4 separate regions of the Sus scrofa genome follow, and regions 1, 2 and 3 are each linked to region 4. The links are chromatin contacts, called in public Hi-C, HiChIP or PLAC-seq and promoter capture Hi-C maps. All regions are on one chromosome and are shown on one strand. The core of a region is the stretch at or near the end of the contact, and the rest is flanking DNA. Distances in the headings are between cores, read along the strand shown.

The links. Promoter capture Hi-C pulls out the DNA fragments that hold promoters and counts their contacts. A called contact is a pair of places that touch in the nucleus more often than the background predicts. HiChIP or PLAC-seq counts read pairs in DNA pulled down with a chosen protein or histone mark.
Region 1: an H3K27ac HiChIP or PLAC-seq map of skeletal muscle shows a contact between it and region 4, with 5 times the contacts expected there. The contact joins the promoter of USMG5 here to the promoter of CNNM2 in region 4. A contact is called at or near these places in 2 of 5 promoter capture datasets (fetal liver and liver), 1 of 47 Hi-C or Micro-C datasets (embryonic fibroblasts) and 2 of 2 datasets of contacts at active chromatin or transcription factors (alveolar macrophages and skeletal muscle).
Region 2: a contact with region 4 is called in a promoter capture Hi-C map of liver, with 4 times the contacts expected there. The contact joins the promoter of TAF5 here to the promoter of CNNM2 in region 4. A contact is called at or near these places in 1 of 5 promoter capture datasets (liver) and 1 of 2 datasets of contacts at active chromatin or transcription factors (alveolar macrophages).
Region 3: a Hi-C map of embryonic fibroblasts shows a contact between it and region 4, with 7 times the contacts expected there. The contact joins the promoter of PCGF6 here to the promoter of CNNM2 in region 4. A contact is called at or near these places in 2 of 5 promoter capture datasets (liver and skeletal muscle), 15 of 47 Hi-C or Micro-C datasets (adipose tissue, alveolar macrophages, brain and 8 more) and 1 of 2 datasets of contacts at active chromatin or transcription factors (alveolar macrophages).

The regions. Positions count from the first base shown.
Region 1 is chr14:114,326,057-114,328,778 of Sscrofa11.1, reverse strand. USMG5 (up-regulated during skeletal muscle growth protein 5) reads left to right here and starts at 1,262. Exons shown (of 4, transcript XM_021073491.1): 1 at 1,262-1,407. PDCD11 (protein RRP5 homolog) reads right to left here and starts at 1,196. Exons shown (of 38, transcript XR_002338761.1): 1 at 1,069-1,196.
Region 2 is chr14:114,303,238-114,305,937 of Sscrofa11.1, reverse strand. TAF5 (transcription initiation factor TFIID subunit 5) reads right to left here and starts at 1,375. Exons shown (of 11, transcript XM_021073484.1): 1 at 786-1,375. The coding sequence starts at 1,344.
Region 3 is chr14:114,286,130-114,288,829 of Sscrofa11.1, reverse strand. PCGF6 (polycomb group RING finger protein 6) reads left to right here and starts at 1,373. Exons shown (of 27, transcript XR_002338753.1): 1 at 1,373-1,811; 2 at 2,527-2,626.
Region 4 is chr14:113,888,884-113,891,697 of Sscrofa11.1, reverse strand. CNNM2 (metal transporter CNNM2) reads right to left here and starts at 1,549. Exons shown (of 8, transcript XM_001929243.6): 1 at 1-1,549. The coding sequence starts at 1,549.

The sequences.
Region 1 (2,722 bases), core at 13-2,512, 440 kb before region 4:
GGCACTGAACCCACGCTACAGCATTGACAAGGTGGGCCCTTAACCCAATAAGATACAAGGGAACTCTGAACAGACACACTTTTAAGAACAATTATGCAAATAATTTAAAATACAAATCAATTTATAAACTATCAACAAAGAAGCAGGAAATAATGAGGCTTTGGTAAAAGAGGAAAACAAAAGAAGCTTTTGGGCTATGTGTTAAAAGATAAATAGAATCTTGATAGGTGGAAAGGGAAAAGCAGAAGGAATGTGAGGAAAAGCATGGGAAAAGAAAAAGCAAATTATTTTGATAAGCATCAGCATCATGTCTGTCAAACTGTTGTTCAAAGGCTTGCTCTTGCCTTCCTTTGGAGAAAAGTTCAACTAGACCATAAAGTGATAAAAAGCATAATAAGTGGAGTTAAATTCTAAAAGACAGCTTGGGCTTTCTGTTTCAGAGCTCTCATTAGACGTGAATAGATTAACATTTACTTTGGCAAGTCTGAGCCTTAAGTAAAGGAAAAGATAAAACAGTAACCAAAAAAAAAAAAAAAAAAAAAGACTGCAGGCTATAGACTGGACTGGAGGAGAGAGGACTGAAGGAAGGTAATCTGGTAGAAGGCTTCAATTGCAGCACAACAGAAATCATGAGAACCAGAACTAGGTATAAACGAGAACGGAAGATTAGTGGGGTTGGTTCTGAAAGACACTTGGAAATAGGAATCTAGAAAGGCTTGAGACTGTGAAAGAGGCGAGGACCTAAAATGAACCTAGGAGTTGGAATCAGGAACGGATAGATATGTTTCGAAAAAATAAGAAAGTGCCGTGGGGTCAAGATTCCTGGGAGTTTGACCCTTAATCTCATTTCAGACCAGGGGAAACTGAAGTTTCAAAAGAGTAAAGCAGCAATCCAGCGGCAAAGAAGAGAATTAAGCTACCTTCAGGGGACAGATCCTAAAGTTACAGGAGCAAGTCAAGCAAAGCCGGCTTCTAAGCGGGTGCATGGTAGGGACCTGGAGGACTTAGTTCTGGAACAGACCTGGAAGCCACGACGTTTCCTCCCTTGTCGCCTTTACCCACACTCACCAAGCCAGGGACGCCAGCACTTCTACTTCGGAGGCCGCGCCACTGTGATCACACACGCGGAGACCCGCACGCCAGCAGCCCAACTCCGCCCTGCCGGAAGCGAGGGCGGGCTCTGCGCCCCACTTCCGTTACTACACTATGGAGTCCTACAGAGCGAGGGAGGAGATTTGAATACCGGAAGCGGAAGGGCGGGCCTCGAGCCGCAGCCAATCGACGTAGAGGGCCGAGTCGGTAAGGCCCGTTGAACGCGTGCGGGGGAGGAGGTTTCTTCCGGCCGGAGCGAGGGGGCAACTGGATACGTTGAAGGACACAGGCTGCGGAGTTTGTGCATTTTCGAAGGTGGGTGTGGAGGGGAGACCGGGCTCTGACCTCGCGCCTCCACTTTATGGGGCCAGCCTAGAATAGGACTGTTTTCTGGTCCAGGAACACCGCGAGGTCTTTGCTTTGGAGGGGCGAGACGGGGGGGTGAATGAAAAGGAATTGGAGAAAATGATGGCCGCGAGGGGTCGGATAGTGGCTAGGAAGCCTCAGTGAGAGGTAAAGGCCCTTAAAATGCATTTTCCGGTAAAGAAAAAAGGTCCGCAGCGAAGGGAGTCCGCCAAGGTCACCGAGTGACGTAATTTTGGATGAGAACTTCTGGCCGAATTAATCTCCTTTCCCATGTATGCGTATAGTAGTTTGTTTTCACTGAGCTGTGTTTAGGAAGTTGGCCAGCCAGGCGTTCTTTAGTTGTGGTGCAGCCTTTGTCAAACAGGAGTGAGCGTAGGCGGGCCCCTGCAGTTCGCCAGACCCGCTGGTTAGATGCAGCCTGTGTTCAATCAGCGGGAAGACCTTTCCTAGAAGGTAGCCAGAAGAGGACTGTAAACTCCTTGCAGTGCAAGAAGCTGCTTCTGGTACCTGAGCAGCTTTCACTCGTCTCTGCCTCGTAATCTCACTCATCATTCTAGGTAAACGTCCAGTCAGACAGAAAAAAACAGTATCGGGAAAACAAAGTAGCGAGGGCATTTGGTCGCTTTGGGCCTTTTCTGAAGTGCCCACTTATCGGTGAAGAGAGGAATGGAAAGATTGATTATATTTAATAGTAGTTTGCCGCTCAATTAGAAACAAAAGTGAAGACCCCATCGCTTAGACTTTGCCATAGGCTACCATTTAACAATGGTACGGTTATTTTTAGTCTTAGGTAATTTTCTTCATTACTATCTGTCTAAGCTGAAGTATGACTCAAAAGGAAAGCAAGTTTCAGTTCAGTTACTCCACGAAGGACACTCTAACACAAGGATTCCTGATCTTTGCCCCAAAGTAACCTGCGATTTGCTGAGGATGCAGACCCAGGTGTTTCCAGGCTTTGTTCCAGTTATTTATCAGCAGCATCCCACTTCCCCCTCCAACTCAGCATTTCAAGAGTCTTCCTCTAAGACCTAGACTAAATTGTGATTCCTATACTATACCTTTTCCTACCGTCGGAATTAGCCCTGTGTAGAATATTGCAAACATCAGTCTTCCTTTTATATTGTGTAGAGAGAAATTAAAATTTTTGTTACATAAGGTAGTGGTGATTATAGTTAATAATTGGACAAAGTTAAGCCCTTGCCTTCTGTCGGGTTTCTTCTAGAAACCTAGTGGATATTATAAGAATCCACAAATCTATCCTGAA
Region 2 (2,700 bases), core at 126-2,625, 410 kb before region 4:
AGTGGGTTAAAGATCTGGCATTGCCGTGAGCTGTGGTGTAGGTCGCAGACACAGCTCAGATCCTGCCTTGCTGTGGCTTAGGCTGGCAGCTGTAGCACGATTCCACCCCTAGCCTGGGAACTTCCATATGCCACAGGTGTGGCCCTAAAAAGCAAAATAAAATAAAATGCAAATTCCCAGAGTCCACCTGCATGGGGTCTGACTCACTAAGTCCGAAGTGACGCCTAGGAATCTGCATTCCCCTAAAAGATGGAACACTAGCGATAGTAAGCCTGTATTTTGAGAAAACTGGCTATACTATATTTCATCACTCTCTGGCTGTGTCAAAGCAAGTCCCTGGGCTCTTCTCAGACTCTTTTCTCATCTTTAAAATAGAGGTACTGTCTACCTCACAGTATAACAGTGAAAATTAAGATGCATAATTTAAAGTACACTAGTACAATATTGTACAAATATTGTTAGTGCTAATACACCCCTGCACAAGGCCCAAGAGCTTAAATAAAACGAAAGGGGCCAAAAGCCTGAACATCCCCGGCTCTCTGCGCCCACCGTCCCCGTACATCCCTGGGCTCAATAGCTCTCCAGAGCCTCTCTCTGGAACTGACAGCTAGGAAGAGGGTTTGACTGCGCAGCCGGCGCACTAGGGAAAGGGGCGGGCATGTGGCCCTAGAGGCGGGCCCAGGAAATTCAAAACAAGCCCGCAGAGGTGCAGGCCTGCCAGCCTCTGCCTTCCCTGCTTGATCTCCTACTTGCCGGTCTTGCCTCCCAGGGACCCCGCGGCTCACCTTTCCCCGGAGCCGCAGGACCTGTCGCTAAGCCCGAGACAGCAGAGGCTCCCGAAGCGGCGCTGCCGGGAGGCTCTGGGGCCGCAGGGCCGGGGCCCGAGGAAGTGACCCGGCTGAGAAGCGCGCTAGCCGTCTCAGCGCCGGCGCCGTCCGCCTCTCCCGGGGCTCCGGAGCCCGCCACTGCCTCCTCTAGCAGACGGGCCTCACGGCGCAGCGCCTCTTCGGCCTCACGGAGGTTGTTCTGCCGTAGAAACTGCAGTACAGCCAGCAGAGTCTGTCGGTCGTGGGGCCCGCCAGCCTCCGGAGCAGCGGCGGCCACCGGAGCCACCCCCGCCGGGGCAACGGCGGACACAGCCACCGAGGGCTTAGGAGTTCCACCATCCCCGCCGGCCGACGACGATGCCGCAACGTTCCCGCCACCGCCATTGGGGCCGTTGTTGGTTGCGCCACCGCCACCCTCGCCAGCGCCGTCCCCCGCCTGCGGAGGTAGCAGCGTCGGCGGTCCTTCAGGCTCTAACTTGACCGCCACCTCCGTCTGCTCCTCCGCCAGCGCCGCCATCTTGCGGCTGAGCCACCTCGCGCCGTCAAGCGTGATTGCGTTTTCGCCACATGGAGGGCGGGGAGGAGCGTTTTACGACAGCTCTGGAAGGCAATTTGCGGCAGTAGGAGGGGCGAGAAATAAGGAGAAAAAGGAATAGGAGCGAGAGCGACTTTCAAAAGTGAGTGACAAAAAGGCAGGAAGTTGGGATGAGGGACCGCCTCTTCTGTTTGCCCGATGATAATTACCGTTTATTGCGGACCGGCTATATTCAGGCACTGCGATAGACACTTTACATTATATGCCCTCATATAATTAAACAACCTCGTAAAGTACTATTATCTTCACTTTGCATTGGTTAAGCCTCCAGCATTGTCACTGCAGCAGCTCGGGTGGCCACAAGGCACAGCCAAAAAAAAAATTTTGTTTTTAAAGTAAGATTATGAAACATGGGGGGAGGAGCATTAGGGGAGATGAACAATAATTGGTTAGCATTTATTCAGCAGTGGCCAAGAGAGAAAAAACCAAATTCAGATGGTAACAATTATGAGATGGGGAAATTCATCCTATACCTCATGATCATTCAACTGATTTTTCTAATTCATTATTCGCTAATTGATATGTAATTAATTGGTAATTAGTTTAGAACTTAGATGAGAAATGCCATAAATAAACCCAGGTGTATTTACTATTCCCTGGAAAGATGTTTTACCCTATTATGAATAGTAAAACTTCTGATGCATACATCAGTCTCCTGAATTAGGTCTTAGAAACTGGATCCAGCTATACAGATGAAGCCCAGAAACTGGGACTGCAGAAGTACAGCCACTCCGTTTCCTTCTGTGGTGTCTAACCTTTTACCTGGCTTTGTCTTTTAAGTTCCACAGAGTCTGGTTTGGGACTTCAGCCAAAGCCACTTATACCACATAGAGTGGCTTTTCTGTTACACCACAAATAAAATCTGTAGTATTTTTTCTTTTCTTTTCTTTCTTTCTTTATTTTTTTATTTTATTTTATTTTATTTTATTTTATTTTATTTTTGGCCATGACCACAGCAAGCAGAAGTTCTTGGGCCAGGGGTCAAACCCATACAACAGCAGCAATCTGAGCCACAGCTGTGACAGTGCCGGATCTTTAACCCACTAGACCATCAGGGAACTCCCAAAATCTCTGTATTTTTTATTGAAGGACTTCAAAGCCCACTTTTTTTGTCTTTTTTGTCTTTTGTCTTTTTTTGTTGTTGTTGTTGCTATTTCTTGGGCTGCTCCCGCGGCATATGGAGGTTCCCAGGCTAGGGGTCAAATCGGAGCTGTAGCCACCGGCCTACGCCAGAGCCACAGCAACGCAGGATCCGAGCCGCGTCTGCAACCTACACCA
Region 3 (2,700 bases), core at 124-2,623, 400 kb before region 4:
TTATTACAAGGAATTGCCTTACATGATTGTTAGGTCTTGCTAAGCAGGTCTTAGCAATTTGTGGGGCAAGTGAACAGTATGGAAACTCCCATGCAGGAGCTGATGCTGCAGTCCATAGGAAGAATGTCTTCCTCAGAGGAATCTCAGCTTTGCTTTTAAGGCTTCTCAACTGATTGGATGAATTTTATTTAAATTATAAAAGATAGTATCTTTCACTTAAAGTCAACTGATGGAGTTCCCATTGTGGCTCAGTGGAAACAAATCCAACTGGGAACCATGAGGTTGCAGGTTCAATCCCTGGTCTCGCTCAGTGGGTTAAGGATCCTGCATTGCCATGAGCTGTGGTGTAGGTGGCAAACACGGCTTGGATCTGGTGTGGCTGTGGCTGTGGCGTAGGCCAGCAGCTGTAGCTATGATTAGACCCTAAGCCTGGGACTCTCCATATACTGTGGGTGTGGCTCTAAAAAGCAAATAAATAAATACATAAATAAAATAAAGTCAACTGATGATAATATTAATCGAACGTACAAAAATACCTTCACGGAAACACCTATGTGTTTGATTGAAAAACTATACTATATCCTAGTCAAGTTGACACATAAAACTAGCCATCACACCATAGGACTGACAAATCCTGGAGCTATTTCAGTTTACTGCTCCCAAATTAACATTAATTTTACTCAGTGACAACACATTCTCTCACAAATGTGATTTCCTCCCAGCATTATCTCATTGAGGAGCATTTGATTCCTCCCTGAATCTGGCTTCCAAACATTACCCGACATTAGTTGGCACTATCTTACCAATAATAAAGAACACCAACTCCAAATCTCTCTTCTAATAAAACTGGGGGTTTGGGGTGCATGGATAGGGCTCATTTCCTGCCACAGTAGATCCTCAACAAATGTTTGTTGAATTAAATATAATTGACTTTCCTTTATGTAATAGGGAATAATAGACTGTCTTTGGTGATTAAGTTTTCATCCTGTAGCAAGATAAAAATACAAGATTTGATTCCTCCAAATAAGTAAACGTATATATTTAACTTCCTAATGGAAATAACCTTGCATGGAAGAAACGCATAATTGGTACTCAAATCGAAATCATTATTATTCATAATGCAACATTGTTATAGGATCTGTTTCAGTGCTCTGAACATCAGGTGATACAAAGAGAATATTGTTGTCTGAGAGGTAGCAATTTTGTGAAGGGAGCGTCAGCCTTTCAAAGGAAAAAATGGGTGAGATTCCTCTGAGGCCTGCAAGCCCCGCCCCATATACCTGAGTGGCTCCGCCTACGCCGCGGACTTAGGTGAGGAGCAACGAACCACAGTTCCCAGCGGGCTCCGCAGGCCTCCCGCGCCTGCGTACTGGCGGCTCAGGCAGGCGGGCGGAACTCCCGCGCTATCCAGCCACCTGGTCTCGCCTCGCCTGGTCTCTGCCCTCGGCATGGAGGGGGTCCCGGCGGTAACGACAGGCAACGCCGGCGCTACCAAGGCCGAGGGAGCCGCAGCCATGCCGCCGCCGCCCCCCGTCTCCCCGCCTGCCCTCACCCCCGCGCCCTCAGCGGGTGAGGAGGGCCCGCCGCCTTTGCCCGAGGCGGGGGCTCCCGGCTGCTCCGGCTCCCGGCCCCCTGAGCTGGAGCCCGAGCGCAGCCTGGGCCGTTTGAGGAGCCGCTTCGAGGACGAGGACGAGGAGTTGGAAGAGGATGAAGACCTGGATGAGGAAGAAGAGGAGGAGGAGGAGGAAGAGATGAGCCACTTCTCGCTGAGGTTGGAGGGGGGCCGGCCGGACTCCGAGGACGAGGAGGAGGTATCGCTAGCCCCTGTCCGACCATGCGAGGCCTCCTCAGTCAGGGCCCGGCGGGGTCTCCCGCTCGCTGCTGCAGCCTTTGGCACCTGTGTCGACCCGCCCTCCCTGCGCTGCCTGCCTAGGCTTGTGGTGCGGACTGGTCTTCCGTGCCAGCCCGATTCGCTGCCGACTCATTTTGTGAGGTTCCTGCAGTCGCTTAGGCTCTCTGGGTCCGACTTACTCATTATTGAAACTACTGCCAGGGGCGAAGGCGCCAAGGGTTCCGTCCTCCTGCCTTCTTGGAGTGTGCAGTGGGACGGGCGGGGGAACAGTCCATTTCTACAGGGTCTTGAAAGGATGGTAAACCCTTCCCCACCTAATCAATCTCTGACTGGGAAGACTTTTTAAAATGGGACAGCGCATACTTAATCAAGTTAGGCAATGCACCTAGGTAGTGAGAATTAATATATTAAACACTAGTATCTGGAAGTTTGTCCACTTCGCAGTAATTCATAAAGTAGGATGCCATTTATCTGGCAATATACAATATATCCAAAGAGTGAAAGCTTTTTGAAACATCGGTTTATGTTGTGTTATTATTGTAACTTTGAGAGTATTCTGAAGAGTTGTAGGTACTGTAACAAGTTTCCATGTTGCAAAGTAAGCTACACTTTATTGGTATTAGTTTGAGAAGGCAAGGACTTGTATTTTAAAACCATTTCCATTGCATTTGCAGCGCCTGATTAACCTTTCTGAGCTGACCCCATACATCTTGTGTTCCATTTGCAAAGGTTACTTAATAGATGCAACTACCATTACAGAATGTCTTCATACATGTAAGCATTTCCAAATAATATAGCTTTTGAATGTCTTGAAAGCATTTCCAAATAATATAGTTTTTGAAATGTCT
Region 4 (2,814 bases), core at 300-2,799:
ATTTAGTGATGGTTTTCAGGGGAGTACAGTCATCTGGATCCACGAAGGCCAAGTCTTTGACAAAGAGGAGGTCCACGATGTTGGAGCGCTCCCCCTCAAATACTGGAATGCGAGTGTAACCGCTCTCCATGATCTCTGACATGGTGTTGAAGTCCAGAATGGCTTCGCCGGTGATCATGAAACAGTCCCGGAGGGGAGTCATCACGTCCTCCACGGTCTTGGTGCGGAGCTCCAGCGCCCCTTGGATGATGTTCAGCTCCTCCTTAACGAGGTCGTTGTAGGGATCTGTGACCCGGAGCATCTCCAGCAGTTTTTCCCGGTTGTAGACGGTGCCTATCTCCTGGCCCAGGACGCAGTCCAGCAGCTTGCTGACCGGGTAAGAAGCGGGGAAGGTCATCATCATGAAAAACTTGGTGAGGAAGATGGTGTTGGCCCCTACAGCCAGGCCATGCCGGGAGCAAATGGCCTGGGGTACGATCTCCCCGAAGATAACGATGCCGATGGTGGAGACCACCACCGCCACGAGGCCTGAGCCCGCGATGTCGTCGAGCAAGATGGTGAGCGTGGTGTTGACCAGCACGTTGCCCAGCAGCAACGAGCACAGCAGGTAGTTGCCCTGCCTGCGTACGGGCTCGATGCGCTTGGCGTAATTCTTTTCCTTTTCTGTGCCGCAGTTCTGCACGATGCGCAGCTCCATCGGATCTAGGGCCATGAGTCCCAGGTTGAGGCCGCTGAACATGCCCGATAGGCAGAGGAGCAGCGAAATGAAGATCACTTGCAGCCAGAAGGGCAGCAGGAACTTCTTCTCCTCGCCCACGATCATCTTGGTGTCCTCGCCGTCGTGATAAATCCAGGTGGTCTCGGCCCACGGGGGCGGCGGGAGTCCGGCCACCCCGGAGCCTCCCTTGCCCCCGACGGCGCCACCCGCGGACCCCGAGCCGCCGGCGCCCAGGGCCGGCGTGGAGAGCGACGTGCACAGGTAATAGGACTTGCTCTTCTCCATCTTGCGCAGCGGTTTGATCTCGATTTCAATGATGCCCGATGTACGCCGGTTGAGAATGATATGAGGCAAGATGATGATATCTGATGTGCGGATGCCGCAGCGCTGGGGGCCGCTGTCCGGCTCCGGCGGCGCGGGTCCCCCCAGCCCGCGCTCGCCGGGGCTGTGGCGCCGCCGCTCGTGCTCGGTGAAAGCAATGCGGGACCATGTCTCGTTGTTGATGTTCTGTCCGTACACTCGCAGCTTGACCCGGGTCCGCTCGCTCACCCGCAGCGCCCCCCCTTCCATGAACGACACGTCGTTCGTGTCCTCCAGCCGCAATCCGATGATCACCGTCTCCTCGTTTTCGCCCGCCGCTGCACATCCACCCGCGCTGCAGCAGCAGCTCAGCAGCAGCAGCGGCAGCAGCCGCCCCGCTGCCGCCTGCAGAACCCCCTGGCCGCGGGCGCTGAGGCTGCGGCGCGCCGCCATCTTCCTAGTGGGCAGTGCTGCGGCTGCCGGCCCGCCCGCCATCTTTACTTCGGGTTCACAAGCGCCACAGCCAATCATAGGGTGGCTGCTCCAGCTGCGGCTTCATTCTACCCACCCGGCGGCACGAGCGCAGGCACCAACCCCTGGGGCGAGACTGCAAAGCACTGTTCGCATCCACTGCTTAGCAGTCCGCCTCCCTGACTGACACTGACTCCGCCTGGGCCAGCTAAGGAACCTGGAGGTTCGCAGGAGGGGGGAATGGATGGGGGGCGCGCCAGCCGCTCCTGCGAGAGGCAGGCCGGCCAGCCAACCACGAGCGCTTGCCCACCCTCCCAGCCAGGGGGCTGGAATGGGGGTGTGGCCGTGAGGGGCGCCGCGGACCAATGGCAAGGTAAGTGGGTGGGGAGATGAAGGCCAGAGTCCTCCCAGGCACGCCAAGTTTCCAGCTGAAAGGCGCGTGACTCTTGTGTATGTGCGAGGAGAGGAGGTGTGGCCAGCTGGAGCCGAGAGCCAGTCACAGATGAGAGCTGTAGGAAAGGGGGCGGGGCCCCCGTCCGGCTGCCAATGAAAAGAGGCCATCCGCGAGACCGACGCTCCGGCCTCAGTAGTAGATTCTGGCCCCGGGGTTTGGTTCTACTTGCACTGCAGTCCCGCGGCGCCAGTTGCCGGATTAGCGCTACACCAAGCTGACGGCTCCCATGTGCTCCGTGCAGGTGCAGAGAGGACTGCGCCTTTCTGCCTGCAAAGCCCGAAAAGCCTACTAGGGACGGCTTAAGGTGCACATTAACCTAAAGTGCATCCGAGCTATCGGCCGTGCTCCCCTTCTTTACTTGCGCTCGCCGCTCCGCCCGGGGGTAAGCCAGCACGCTCAGGCCCACTCTGCTGGAGCCTTTGGCTTATCCCTAAGAGACGCGCGCTCTGCAGGTCACGGTCAGGTAGCGCCACCTGCCGGTATTTTATGCACCCTGCAACGCTTTACAGTTCCACCGCAAACCCCAAAAGGAGTGCGGGAGATGGGGGAAGTTAGAGTGAAGTGGTTTCCTATCTTCCCAGTTGTTAAGAATCCCTTCATTTTCTTGCTGAAAGTATATAATCCCTGAGCCCCATTCCATACTTACTGAAGGAGTAGGACCCAGGAATCTGTATTTCTAACGCACTGCAAAACATGTGGGAAATGGGAGGGGGCAGACATCCTAAGCAGACTCAGAAAGGTTCTTTTTTTTTTTTTTTTGTCTTTCTGTCTTTTCTAGGGCCGCACCAGGGACATATGGAGGTTCCCAGGCTAGGGGTCTAATCGGAACTGCAGCCGCCGACCTACTCCAGAGCCACAGCAACGTGGGATC